4 separate regions of the Mus musculus genome follow, and all the other regions are linked to region 2. The links are chromatin contacts, called in public promoter capture Hi-C maps. All regions are on one chromosome and are shown on one strand. The core of a region is the stretch at or near the end of the contact, and the rest is flanking DNA. Distances in the headings are between cores, read along the strand shown. Region 1 holds the start of Tbcb (tubulin folding cofactor B). Region 2 holds the start of Tomm40 (translocase of outer mitochondrial membrane 40). Region 3 holds the start of Zfp865 (zinc finger protein 865). Region 4 holds the start of Ube2s (ubiquitin-conjugating enzyme E2S).

Evidence for each region. Promoter capture Hi-C pulls out the DNA fragments that hold promoters and counts their contacts.
Region 1: a contact with region 2 is called in a promoter capture Hi-C map of pre-B cells. The contact joins the promoter of Tbcb here to the promoter of Tomm40 in region 2. A contact is called at or near these places in 3 of 39 promoter capture datasets (cranial neural crest, pre-B cells and second pharyngeal arch cranial neural crest).
Region 3: a contact with region 2 is called in a promoter capture Hi-C map of pre-B cells. The contact joins the promoter of Zfp865 here to the promoter of Tomm40 in region 2. A contact is called at or near these places in 4 of 39 promoter capture datasets (cranial neural crest, frontonasal cranial neural crest, maxillary cranial neural crest and 1 more).
Region 4: a promoter capture Hi-C map of pre-B cells shows a contact between it and region 2. The contact joins the promoter of Ube2s here to the promoter of Tomm40 in region 2. A contact is called at or near these places in 3 of 39 promoter capture datasets (cranial neural crest, maxillary cranial neural crest and pre-B cells).

The regions. Positions count from the first base shown.
Region 1 is chr7:30,230,894-30,233,593 of GRCm38.p6, forward strand. Tbcb (tubulin folding cofactor B) reads right to left here and starts at 1,304. Exons shown (of 6, transcript NM_025548.4): 1 at 687-1,304; 2 at 233-376. The coding sequence starts at 800. It overlaps Polr2i (polymerase (RNA) II (DNA directed) polypeptide I), which reads left to right and starts at 1,181. Exons shown (of 6, transcript NM_027259.1): 1 at 1,181-1,511; 2 at 1,589-1,643; 3 at 1,857-1,930; 4 at 2,014-2,088; 5 at 2,174-2,225; 6 at 2,392-2,494. The coding sequence starts at 1,453. The coding sequence ends at 2,454. Ovol3 (ovo like zinc finger 3) reads right to left here. Exons shown (of 4, transcript NM_001289817.1): 4 at 2,404-2,700. The coding sequence ends at 2,546.
Region 2 is chr7:19,714,156-19,716,855 of GRCm38.p6, forward strand. It overlaps Tomm40 (translocase of outer mitochondrial membrane 40), which reads right to left and starts at 1,274. Exons shown (of 10, transcript NM_016871.2): 1 at 1,203-1,274; 2 at 826-1,104; 3 at 138-205. The coding sequence starts at 1,099. Nectin2 (nectin cell adhesion molecule 2) reads right to left here. Exons shown (of 9, transcript NM_008990.3): 9 at 2,489-2,700. It overlaps Gm38955 (a long non-coding RNA gene), which reads left to right and starts at 1,309. Exons shown (of 2, transcript XR_881874.2): 1 at 1,309-1,834.
Region 3 is chr7:5,018,948-5,021,647 of GRCm38.p6, forward strand. It overlaps Zfp865 (zinc finger protein 865), which reads left to right and starts at 1,429. Exons shown (of 3, transcript NM_001290426.1): 1 at 1,429-1,708.
Region 4 is chr7:4,810,918-4,813,617 of GRCm38.p6, forward strand. It overlaps Ube2s (ubiquitin-conjugating enzyme E2S), which reads right to left and starts at 1,423. Exons shown (of 4, transcript NM_133777.2): 1 at 1,246-1,423; 2 at 492-639. The coding sequence starts at 1,248.

The sequences.
Region 1 (2,700 bases), core at 54-2,553, about 11 Mb after region 2:
GGTAAAGCCTGGTACCTCTGATGAATTTCCCGTGAGCTCCCTCCCCCTAAGCCAGTTCAGACAACTCTGGTTTGTCACTGTCTACTGAATGTCTGCTTCTGACCAGGCTGAACTGGGGCTTCCATGTGGCTAGAGCCTATACTGGTTATCACACTGGGCAAAACATGGTATTTGTTGAAGAAATAAATTAGTGAATGAATGTGGGGCGGGTCCCGGGAAAGGGTGTCCTCACATGGATGCGACAGCCGTCATCCACAGGATAGGAGCCCAGCAGTGCATCCTCCTGATCCAACTTGCTGTAGAACTTGTCGTCTGCTCCATATAGCTCCAGTTCCATGCAGGAAGCAGGGCTGCCCACCACCAGCTCCAGTTTACACTGCAGTAAAGAGGCAAGATGAGGAGAAAGGCTGTCAGAGGCCTCATCTTCAGACTTTGATCAACAAACAAGTTCCAAAAAGACCCACCTTGGACCAGTTCCTTCTGGACCCGCCCCCTCGGCTCTCTGGAGTGTCTGATTTTTCCCGGGTCCTGCCCCTACTCGGTGGACTCTGTTCTCCGGGGCTCCCAGGCCTGGGAGGCTGGCTGTCAGTCTCTGCAACCTTCCCTCCAGGTTCGCCCACTAGTTTTCAGCCCCCTACTCCCTTTTCTTTGCCCCGCCCCTCCGGACCCCGCCCCCACGGCCACACCTTGAACTCTGCGATGGTGAGGCTACGACTGTATCGCTTCTCCGAACGGAAGCTGTTGAGGGAGCTGCTGATGAAAACCATCACGGTGGGCGCCGATATCCCCGTCACCTCCATCTCGCTGCGCCCCGGAGTGGCCCGCGGTGCGGTTCAGCCGTCTCACACCGGCTCCGCAGTGGCCGCCGCTGCTTCTGGGATATAGGTCCCGCCCCTTGTTCTGGAGCTGACCAATGCAAGTTCTCCACCTAACATGGCCAGCCAATCGCTGCTGTTCTTTCTCCACGGACAGGCGGATTCTCGGGTACGTCCAACCAATCCCGAGAGGCCTTCCGTGCACGGGAAGCAGGAGAGGAGGGCGGGAGGAGGCCGAAGCCGGGAAGAATGGCTGGAGTTGTCCCGGTCCGCCGAGTGTAAGTTCGGCGCATGTGCACTGGCCTTGGGCCAAGAAGAGAGCAGCGGATTCTCTCGTTCACGCTCAGCGCCTTGCGGATGACATCGCGCATCATAGTCCCAGCCCTTGTCCTAGATCCATTCCACTCGGAGTTGGGAAGCAGGTTCCGAAATCGGGAGTGAGTAGCAGAGGGTATCAAAGGATCGACGCAAGCCGTCAGCCAGACATCCATAAAAAAAAAAATAAAAAAAATAAAAAAATAAGGAACCCGCGCATGCGCGCAGCATCGCCCTAGTTTGGTGCAGCTTCGGTGTGCGACCCTTCCCGCGTTCCGTAGCGCGCCCGCGCAAGCGCAGAAGGCTCAGCAGCCCAGTCGCTATGGAACCCGACGGGACGTACGAGCCTGGCTTCGTGGGTATTCGGTTCTGCCAGGAATGGTGAGGCCCGGGCAGTAGGTGTGGGAAGGCAGTGAGGACTGGCTCCAGGGCTGACCTCTGACCTCCCCTCCCCACAGTAATAACATGCTGTACCCCAAGGAGGACAAGGAAAATCGCATTCTGCTGTACGCGGTGAGTACCGGCAACCCTCTCGCCCGCGGGTTCACGCCTTCCCTGCGCGCTCCCTGCTGGCTCCCCCACGCTTTCGCCTCTTGACTACCCCTCAGCACACCCTCTCTCCCATGTTGTCCATGCCCTCCTTGGGAACACCCTGCCTTCCTGTCCAGTCTTGTTGGAGATCTGATCTGTTTGTGACACTCCTCCCACATGCTCTCCCGTCTGCAGTGCCGGAATTGCGATTACCAGCAGGAAGCCGACAACAGCTGCATCTACGTCAACAAAATCACGCACGAAGTGGAGTGAGTGGCGGGACCTCGCTTGGGGCACGGGTCACCTCTTAGGACACCCGGCCTGACCGCTAATTACTTCCCTATGCCTGCAGCGAGCTGACCCAGATCATCGCAGACGTGTCCCAGGACCCCACGTTGCCCCGGACGGAGGACCACCCGTGCCAGAAGTGAGTACGCAGCTGGCATAGGGAAAGAGGAGTGGCTGTGCACAGAGAGGTCTTTCGCGGTTTAGTAACTGAACCATTCCCTCAGGTGTGGCCACAAGGAGGCAGTGTTCTTTCAGTCACACAGTGCCCGAGCTGAGGTGAGTGGCGGCTGGGTGCTTGGGGGGGTAGGGGTGGGGGGGACACGCCAGTTTTGGGTTGATCCTGTTTACTCAAATCAAGATTGGGAAAGTTTCTTTGATCGTTTCTTTTGGTCCTCACACTATCCTCTGGGTCCAGACCCTGACTGAACGTTCTTATTGCTAGGACGCCATGCGCCTGTACTATGTTTGCACTGCCCCACACTGCGGCCACCGCTGGACTGAGTGATCGTTCCTTCTTCCACCTGTAATAAATGCCAGTTTCTACACTAGTGTTTCCCGTGTTTATTTCTCTCGTGGGTAGGGAGCAGCCAGTCTTATCAGGTCGTGCGGTGTAGGGTGCGGTGCTGCGCATAAGCATCCGGCCGAGAGCTGGTGAAGCCACAGTCTTCACACACGTGCAGCTTCTCCCTGCGCTCCCGGTAAGCGTAGCTGGCTGGCTGCCCGTGCACCTTGGCAAGGTGAGCTTCCAGGG
Region 2 (2,700 bases), core at 24-2,523:
CAGTGGTGCCATTGGAGTGCTATCTGAATCTTGCTACCTACCAAAAACCCCAAGCCTTTAAGAGTGAGGGGATCTGTATGCATGGAGGAGTATCGCTGTTGTGACCTCTGGAGGGTCAAGGCACCAGAAAGGCTCACCTGGAAACGGTTGCTCAACCCTTTGTTGACTGTAAGTTTGACACCTTCCATCTGAACTGGAAACAGCTCTGCAGAAGAGAGATGCTGTCATACCCCAGATTCTTCTCCCATCCCAAGCTCTCTTCACAAACTCTTATCTCACTAATTCCACCACTAGAGGAACCTTGGCCCTTTGCACATTTTAAACCCAGTGCAGTCACCTCAACTTAGGAAATTCACTCTCCTGCCTAACTTCTCATGCTTACAGTTCTCACCACACAGAACTGTCCTCAGTATTTAGTAAGTTAACACACTTAACTATCGAGAGTAAGAATGTCCTCCCTCTTATGATCAAATTGTCAAAAGATCCTAGGCTAGGATCCTTGGGTCGAACCCCTCACAGGAACATTGGGGAAAACCTCTTGACACCGTGACCTTGGACTATAATTCCCTTCCTGATCACACTCCTGAATCTTGGTGGGGTTGGTCCCCTGGCTCTCAGTACCCTAAGACTTCTCCCTCCTGCTGTGGCATTCTTCCCCAACGAGTTCATCATCTGATCGCAGTTTCGAGCCCCAAGTTCAAGGTCCCACCCTTCCAATCCATCATCAGCTTCCAACGTTCTGTTTAATGATTGCAACGATGTGCGCCAATCCTCCGGGGGGTCCCTTCCCTTTCCCTGGGGCTACTCGGGCCTGGCGCCCCTCACCCTTGCACTTCCGGTGGCACTCCTCGAACGTCCCCGGGTTGGGCAGGCATCCGCAGCTCCCATCTTCCGAGGCCGCCGCAGCGCCGCTGGCCGCAGCCCCGGGAGTCCGTTCCGAACCACGGCCAGTGCTTGACCCAGTGCCCAGGCCGCCGCCGAGCGGCGGCAGAGTGAAGCCTGGCGGCGAAGGAGGCGGCGGCGGGAGCCCCACGAGGGACGGCGTAGGAGGCGGCGGTGGCCCTGCGGGCGGAGAGCTGGCAGCCAACACGTTCCCCATGGTATCTGCGAGGGGAAAGGTCAGAGGGCAGGGATCGGGGCGACACGCACACCCCCGGATGCAACCCCAGGCCCTTCCCACCCAAAGCGGACTCGGCTCTCACTGGCGGCCGCGGCGGCTCCTCTTCCCGGCCTGGGCTCCGCTCCTACCCCGTGCGCTAAGCGCAACCGAACCCGCTGCCGCCGCCGCCACCGCTGTTTTCCCGCCCCATGGATTCTATTGGTTCGGTGTCCTCCGAGATCCGCCCACCGCCCTAGAAGAAAGACATTCTATTGGAGAATTAGCAGGAAGTTCCACCCTTCTGTTGAAGCCCTACTCCTATTGGTTCCTAGTCGAAATCAGTCAGTGCAGCTTCCTCTACCTTCCTATTGGCTCGTGTATCCCAAGTTCATTGGTTCGCGACGCCGCGGGGCTGGAGCTAGTTCGCTATTTGTCGATAGCACACGCATTGACACGCCTACCTGCTCATTGCCCCGCCCTCCTTTTGGAGGCGCGGAGACCCGCCCCAGAAAATGCCTTGACTATTGGTGGACCTTGGCTCAACTCACATTCTAATTGGCTACAGTATGTCTAATGGGCCGGCCATGGTGACGTGCGTGCTAGGTCTCTCATTGGCCAATGCGCCAGGGTCAGGGGACATCAGTAGAGGTGCGTTGCGCTGCAGACGCTGCTAGGCAGCAAGGTCAGGTCTCGCGTCCCGACAGGCACCGCGGTGGAGAGGCAGGGTCCCCGACGGTAAAGCCGGAAGTGCTGCCCCTTCCCACAGTGCCTCGGGAAGGTTTCAAACCAGTTCTGGGATAACCTGCCGGCCTCTGCCTACCCACAATGCCGCTTTCTCCCTTAACGCCGCAGCTGCCTTGACCCCCCCACCCCCTTTTATTTTTTTACCCATCATGCCGTCTGCTCCTTGCGTCACTGTAGCTTCTATCTTTGGCCCATTCATTCCTTTCCCATTACCCAGCATTCATTCCCCCATTCATTGAGCTTCAATCCCTTGGCTCGGTTTAGCTCGTGTCTGCCTGTTCACGTTTCCCATCCTTCCGGCCTTTCTCTAATGAACTATCTTGGAATCTTTTACCTTCTGGCGACTACCCACTACGCCTACAGCCCTCGTTTCTTACTTTGCTTCTGGCTCATTCGTTTAGCTCCATTACCCATCACGCCTTGGGGGCTTCATTGAAAATAGTATTTGCCTCATGATCTTAGACACTTCTTGCATGCCTACCGTTTTTTCTTTTGGTTGATGCGGTTTTGCTTATGACTCATTAATTTCTGGGGCATTTTTTTTTGACTTTTTGGGGAGGGAGGGGAGTCCATTCTCTGTTGACTTACAGATCACGGATGCCTTTCAAGCTTCAGGCCTCATTGTACCCCACTCACTTCACATCTCACAGAAAACACAAGACTTTATCAAAGTAGAAACTCATATTATGTAGGAAATGCTTACAAAATAAAATTCCCAACCCAGATGCCCAGATTCTCCATCACACACACATACACACACCATCCCCTAAAGAGGGATATGTAGTTCTCATCTCACTGGGTAGGGGTTAAAAGAATTCAGTAGTCCTCAGGATAAGAGCAGAGTCTCCCAAACTTGG
Region 3 (2,700 bases), core at 179-2,678, about 15 Mb before region 2:
AAAAACTTAGGTTGGAGCTGCCCAACCCAAGAGGAGGCTGAAAATTTGTCTGAGGGTCAAAGAAGTTTAGGCTTGGCTGGCAGAAAGCAATTTAGAGGGAATGAATGGTATTTAAATGAAGGGTGGGGCTTAAAGGAAATACTTTCAAAATGAAGCAGAGTTCAAGATTGTTGTTGTTAAGAGATCTTTTAATAGAGGCTTGCGAAGCTGAGCCTTCAATCCCAGCACTTGGGAGGCAGAGATAGGCGGATTTTTGAGTTCCAGGCCAGCCTGATCTACAGAGTGAGTTCCAGGACAGCCAGGGCTACACAGAGAAACCCTGTCTCGAAAAAACAAACAAACAAACAAAAACAAAACAAAAAGAAAAAAAAGAGGCCAAGGCTTAACTGTTAGACGTGACTGCCATTCAGGCCATGGAGAGGGAAGAAAAACAACAAGGGAGAGCTTGGATGCATAGAATTAGGCTTAGCTGTCTGTAGTGTAATGGGGCTGAATTAAGAAAGATTTATAGAGCTCTGAGTGGCTAAGTGTAAAGTGTGCCAAAGCTGTGGTTCTCATCTAAGAGTGCATCAGAAGTGTTTCAATTCAAATGGATTCCTAAGATCCATCCCAACGCTTTATATTCAGTAAGTCTGGGTTAAGAGTTAAAGAGCATTGAGCTAATTGATGCCAATGGTTGCTAACAACTAACTTTAAAGGAATGCTTTCAAGGTGCGAGGCAGGACTACATACAAGTCATTAAAGAGTCATCACTATAATCCCAGAATTCCTGAAGGCTCTGGTAGTATTGCTGCAAGTTTGAAGCCATTATAGCCTATACAAGAGTTCAAGGCCACCCTGAAGCCCGGCGTGGTGGCGCACGCCTTTAATCCCAGCACTTGGTATCCAATGGCAGGCGGATTTCTGAGTTCGAGACCAGTCTGGTCTACAAAGTGAGTTCCAGGACAGCCAGGGCTATACAGAGAAACCCTGTCTCGAAAAACCAAAAAAAAAAAAAAAAAAAAAAAAAAAGGAGTTCAAGGCCACCCTGACCACAGTGTGAGGAGGCTCTGTCTCAAAAGAAGAAATAAATCAAAAGGTTTAAAACAACAACAACACAAAAGAAAACCGATGTCCCTTATATGCAACAGGCTGTACAAAGCTTTTTTGTGTAAGGGGCAGGATTTAGAAGGGGGCGTGGCTTGTAGGTGTGACCCGTCTGAGAGGCTGGAGTTCCAAAAGTAGAGATTTGGAGCGAAGAAAGAATAGAACAAACTAATCGGAGGTGCAGAAAAAGGAATCCGACCGGCCTATAACGGGACGTTCAGAGATGGGCGTGGTCCAGCCTAGGAAGCGAGGCTTTGGCTTGAGACCCGAGTCTAGGGTGCGTCCTAACCGGAAGCCTGGAGCCTGTGGGTGGTGCCCTAAGAAGAAGCGGGCGCAATGGGCGCATGCGCACTAGGCCCCGTTCGCCCACCGGAAGCAGCCTTGGCTGTTCCCCTCCCGTGTCTAGTGCCGGCGTAATTTCCCTTACCCGTTCCTCCGCCACCATCCTCCACGCCGGCGCTTGGGGGAACGGGCGCGACTTCCGCTTCCGGGCAGGAGGCGCGGGGCTGGTGGGGAGTTGAGGGGGAAGGGGCGGCACTTCCGGTTGGGCCCTCGGGTCTCCCCGGAGCGGCGGCACCTCCTCCGCCTCCTCAGCCTCCTCCCGGCGGAGACCCCAGCGCCGGTGAGTGACTGGGTGTGCGGCCCGGGGACCCGGGTTCCTCGGGGGCGGGGGGCCTCGCCCTGCCCTGCCGCAGTCCCCAGAACGCACCCCCCCCCCAAGAATGTCAGTGCTTCACTGCCGGGCCCGAGGCAGGGGATCCCCAACCACTAGTCCCCTACAAGATCACTCCAGATATCTTACCCGTAGATGCCCCCTAATACCGTGGGATGGCTAACAGCTCGATTTCATTAGTAAAGAACCTCTCAAGTGCCAGGGCCCCCCACGAATCCTTTCCCTGCCGCCTCATCAGCTTCCTCCACGAGATCCTCTGCTTGCCACCGGCTTGGCTGTGCTTACAGGGTAGCTGCTCCTGAACCCTCTGTTCCTATCTACTGTAGGATTGCTTCCAGGGGGTGTAGCATTAGTACTTTGTGACTAGGGTTGCCCCCTACTATGTCTGACCACACACAACCCACTCCCCATGCCCTCTTTGTGGGTGCAAAAAATATTTTCTATTCTGGCCCATGCTAAAAGTGCGTTTTAAGGACCTTTTCCTGCAACTGACCCAAAAAGACCTCTTCAAATTCAACTCCCCCGCCCCCCCCCAGGGGGACAGCTCCCTCCAGAGTTTTTTAATACCATGGCCTTTTACCCGTTTAGGGAGAAACATCTGCCTGGTTAGCATCAGATTCTCATGAAACACTCCTGGCCCACTTCCCCCCCCTCCCCTCATCCTGGCTTCTGCAATCCCAGGACAATGCAAGTTAGCAGAGAATGTTCCTTCCCGGAGTATCAGCAGCTCTTGACCCCATCTTTGGCCAAGTCTCTTGACATTGTCCCCAAACTTCCTAGGAAAGACCTGGCTCTGCTTACATCTTTTCCCATAGGTTTTATTCTTCGCTGAATGAACACCGCCATTCTATACCCAGGCCTTGCAGTTTCAGAGAGGAGAGAGATGCAACGAGCCCTCATTTTACAGGGTGCTTACAGCCTAGTTGAGAGGCAGATCAGAA
Region 4 (2,700 bases), core at 173-2,672, about 15 Mb before region 2:
CAGTTGACAAATGAGGTCTGAAAAATCTAACTGGTTTGCTTAAAATATGCAAATCAGCTTATTACCACCAGTTTCCCCTCACAATGCTTTTTGTTTAGTCTTGGGACATTCGATTGATTAGTGTTTCAGATCCCCTGGCATACATTTTTTTTTTTTCTCTTCAAGACAGGGTTTCTCTGTGTAGCCCTGACTGTCCTGGAACTCACTCTGTAGACCAGGTTGGCCTCGAACTCAGAAATTCGCCTGTCTCTGCCTCCCGAGTGCTGGGATTAAAGGCGTGCACCACCACGCCCAGCTACACTTTCTATTTCTGCTTCACTTATATGCATCCTCACGTCTCTGGAAAGTAACACTTGACAGCCTTAATGCAAGCCTAAGCAAAAGGCCACATTTTGTCATAAGCACCTGAGAGGCTGAATCCTATTTGTCCCACAGCCACAAGACAGAAGAAATCTGGTCAAGTGGCCCCTCCCTTCCGTGCTCACACTCACCAGGGCCCTCGATGGTAACCTGCAGGTCTGTGAGATCCTCCTCATTGGGGAAGACTTTAATGCCATCAGGTGGGTCTGCCGTCAGTGTTGTCACCTCCTTGTACACTAGGCGGATGATGTGGGGCGGCAGATTCTCCACATTGGAGTTCTAGGCACGGAGGGAAAAGGAGAGTGAGCAGCCTGAAATAGCTAGGATTAAGGTGGGTGGATACCAGAATCCAGACTTTAGAGGTCCGAGGTTGTCAATCACTGCCTGTCAACTGGACCTAAGATGCTTCTGGCTTTTGCCCCATGGCTGACCGGGACGGTGTCTCAGAAAAAGCTTCTACGTGGCTCAGCGTACCCGAACCTACCCAAAGCGCTCGTTAAGACGCGCATGGGTCCACTACTGGTTCCAGGTGGGCCTGAGGCCTAGCCGGAGCCCTTCCCCTACTTAGGCTTGAAACAACCCCATCAACCGCCGCCCCCCCACACACACCAAAAAGAAAAAGGCTGGACGAAATGGCGGCGGGATGTCTTGCTCCTTAAAACACCCATGGGCGGGCCGCAAGGCGCCCAAAGCCCTCCCCAAGGTTCCGAGGGCTGCCTGGGCTCCCGCACCGTTTGTTGAAAGGCCCTGGGGCCGACTCCTGGCTCCGGACGTTCAGCCATGCCACCAAAGCACTCAGAAGCTGGCCAGAAAACACTTGGGACGCCGCAGTCGCCTCCTCTGCCCGAGTCCCCAACGGCCCCTCGGGCCTCCCGCGTCACTCACCATGACTTCAGCCGGCCGGGGGCGGGTCCCCCCGGCCCCCTTCCTGCACTCCTCGGACCGCCGGCCGGGGCGGGGGGCCCAACTGCCGGCCGCTGTGGCCCTAGCGAGGCCCCCGAGGCCCCACTCCGCTCCCACTAATTCCGACGTCCGCTACGAAACGCTCACAACGTTACGTCTGCTCCTCGGTAGAACCGGCCGCGCGCCCAACACCGCACTTTTATAGCTACTCGCAGGCCCCGCCCCCTCACGGCACGTCTCGACCGCGTACGTCAACGCGCACGTTGCTGGGCGGTCAACGCTCTTTTCTCTGTTCTTGTCAGAATAGTAGCAGAAGTTCGAACCCAGTTTGTGAGGAGTGCTATCACAATGAGGGCTCACGCCGGCTGAGGAGTTGACCTGGGAGAACCAAGCGGCTAAAAACCTAGAGCAGAGAGAAAGGGGGCGCCCGCCGAGGCGACGTGGCCGCTGATTGGACCGTTTGAATGAGACGCCGCCACGACTTGGGGTGCGCGCGCGCGCTCCGGCCTGGAGAAAGACGCGCACGCGACTAACGGTTAGGCAGGGGAAGGGGCGGAGCGAGGGAAGACAGGACTGGAGGGGTTAAAGGGATGACGGAAGGGGCCTTGACCAATAAACAGGGGCGGTCGTGATCTGGACTTGTGGGGCAGGTAGGAATTGAAAGCTACTAATGGGAAGCCAGCTCAGTGTGATAGACTCCAACCTCGACCAATGAAATGTCTCAATTTCTTTTGTGTATGCAAATGTTACGCTGGGAGTCTGGCGACCTCACCTGGAAGCCATGGAAGGGCGGAAGTGTGGACATAATTTGTCTATGGGGCTCCATTTTGTTCTGCGCTCCTGTTATGTGTTAGGAAGCCCTCAAAATCAGGTTGGTTGACTCCGAGGGCTTGGACTTCCTGATCCTCTAGAGTATGACTTGTGACTTTTGCCACCATTGTTTCTGTAGGGGTGCCAGAGGAAGAAGTCAGGGAAGTCTCACGTCCTTATTGAGAGCTTTGTGACTGACCTCCAGACCCCATAGACTTCTGTTAACTTTTTGAGAGACAGAATTTCATTACTGGCCTGGAACTCCTTTTTCCCCCGGGGTCGGGGGTTGTTGTTTTGGCTTTTCTTTTTTTAGATTTATTTATTGTTTTATGTAAGTACACTGTAGCTGTTTTCAGATGGTTGTGAACCACCATGTGGTTGCTGGGATTTGAATTCAGGGCCTTCGGAAGAGCAGTCGATGATCTTAACCGCTGAGCCATCTCTTCAGCCCTTGTTTTGGCTTTTCAAGCCAGGGTTTTTCTGTGCAGGCCTGGCTGACCTTCCTGAAACTCGAGCTATAGACCAGGCTGGCCTGAACTCACAGAGATCACCTGCCTCTACTTCCTGAATACTGAGATTAAAAGTGTATGCCACCATACCCTGGCCTCGTTCCTTTTATATCCATCC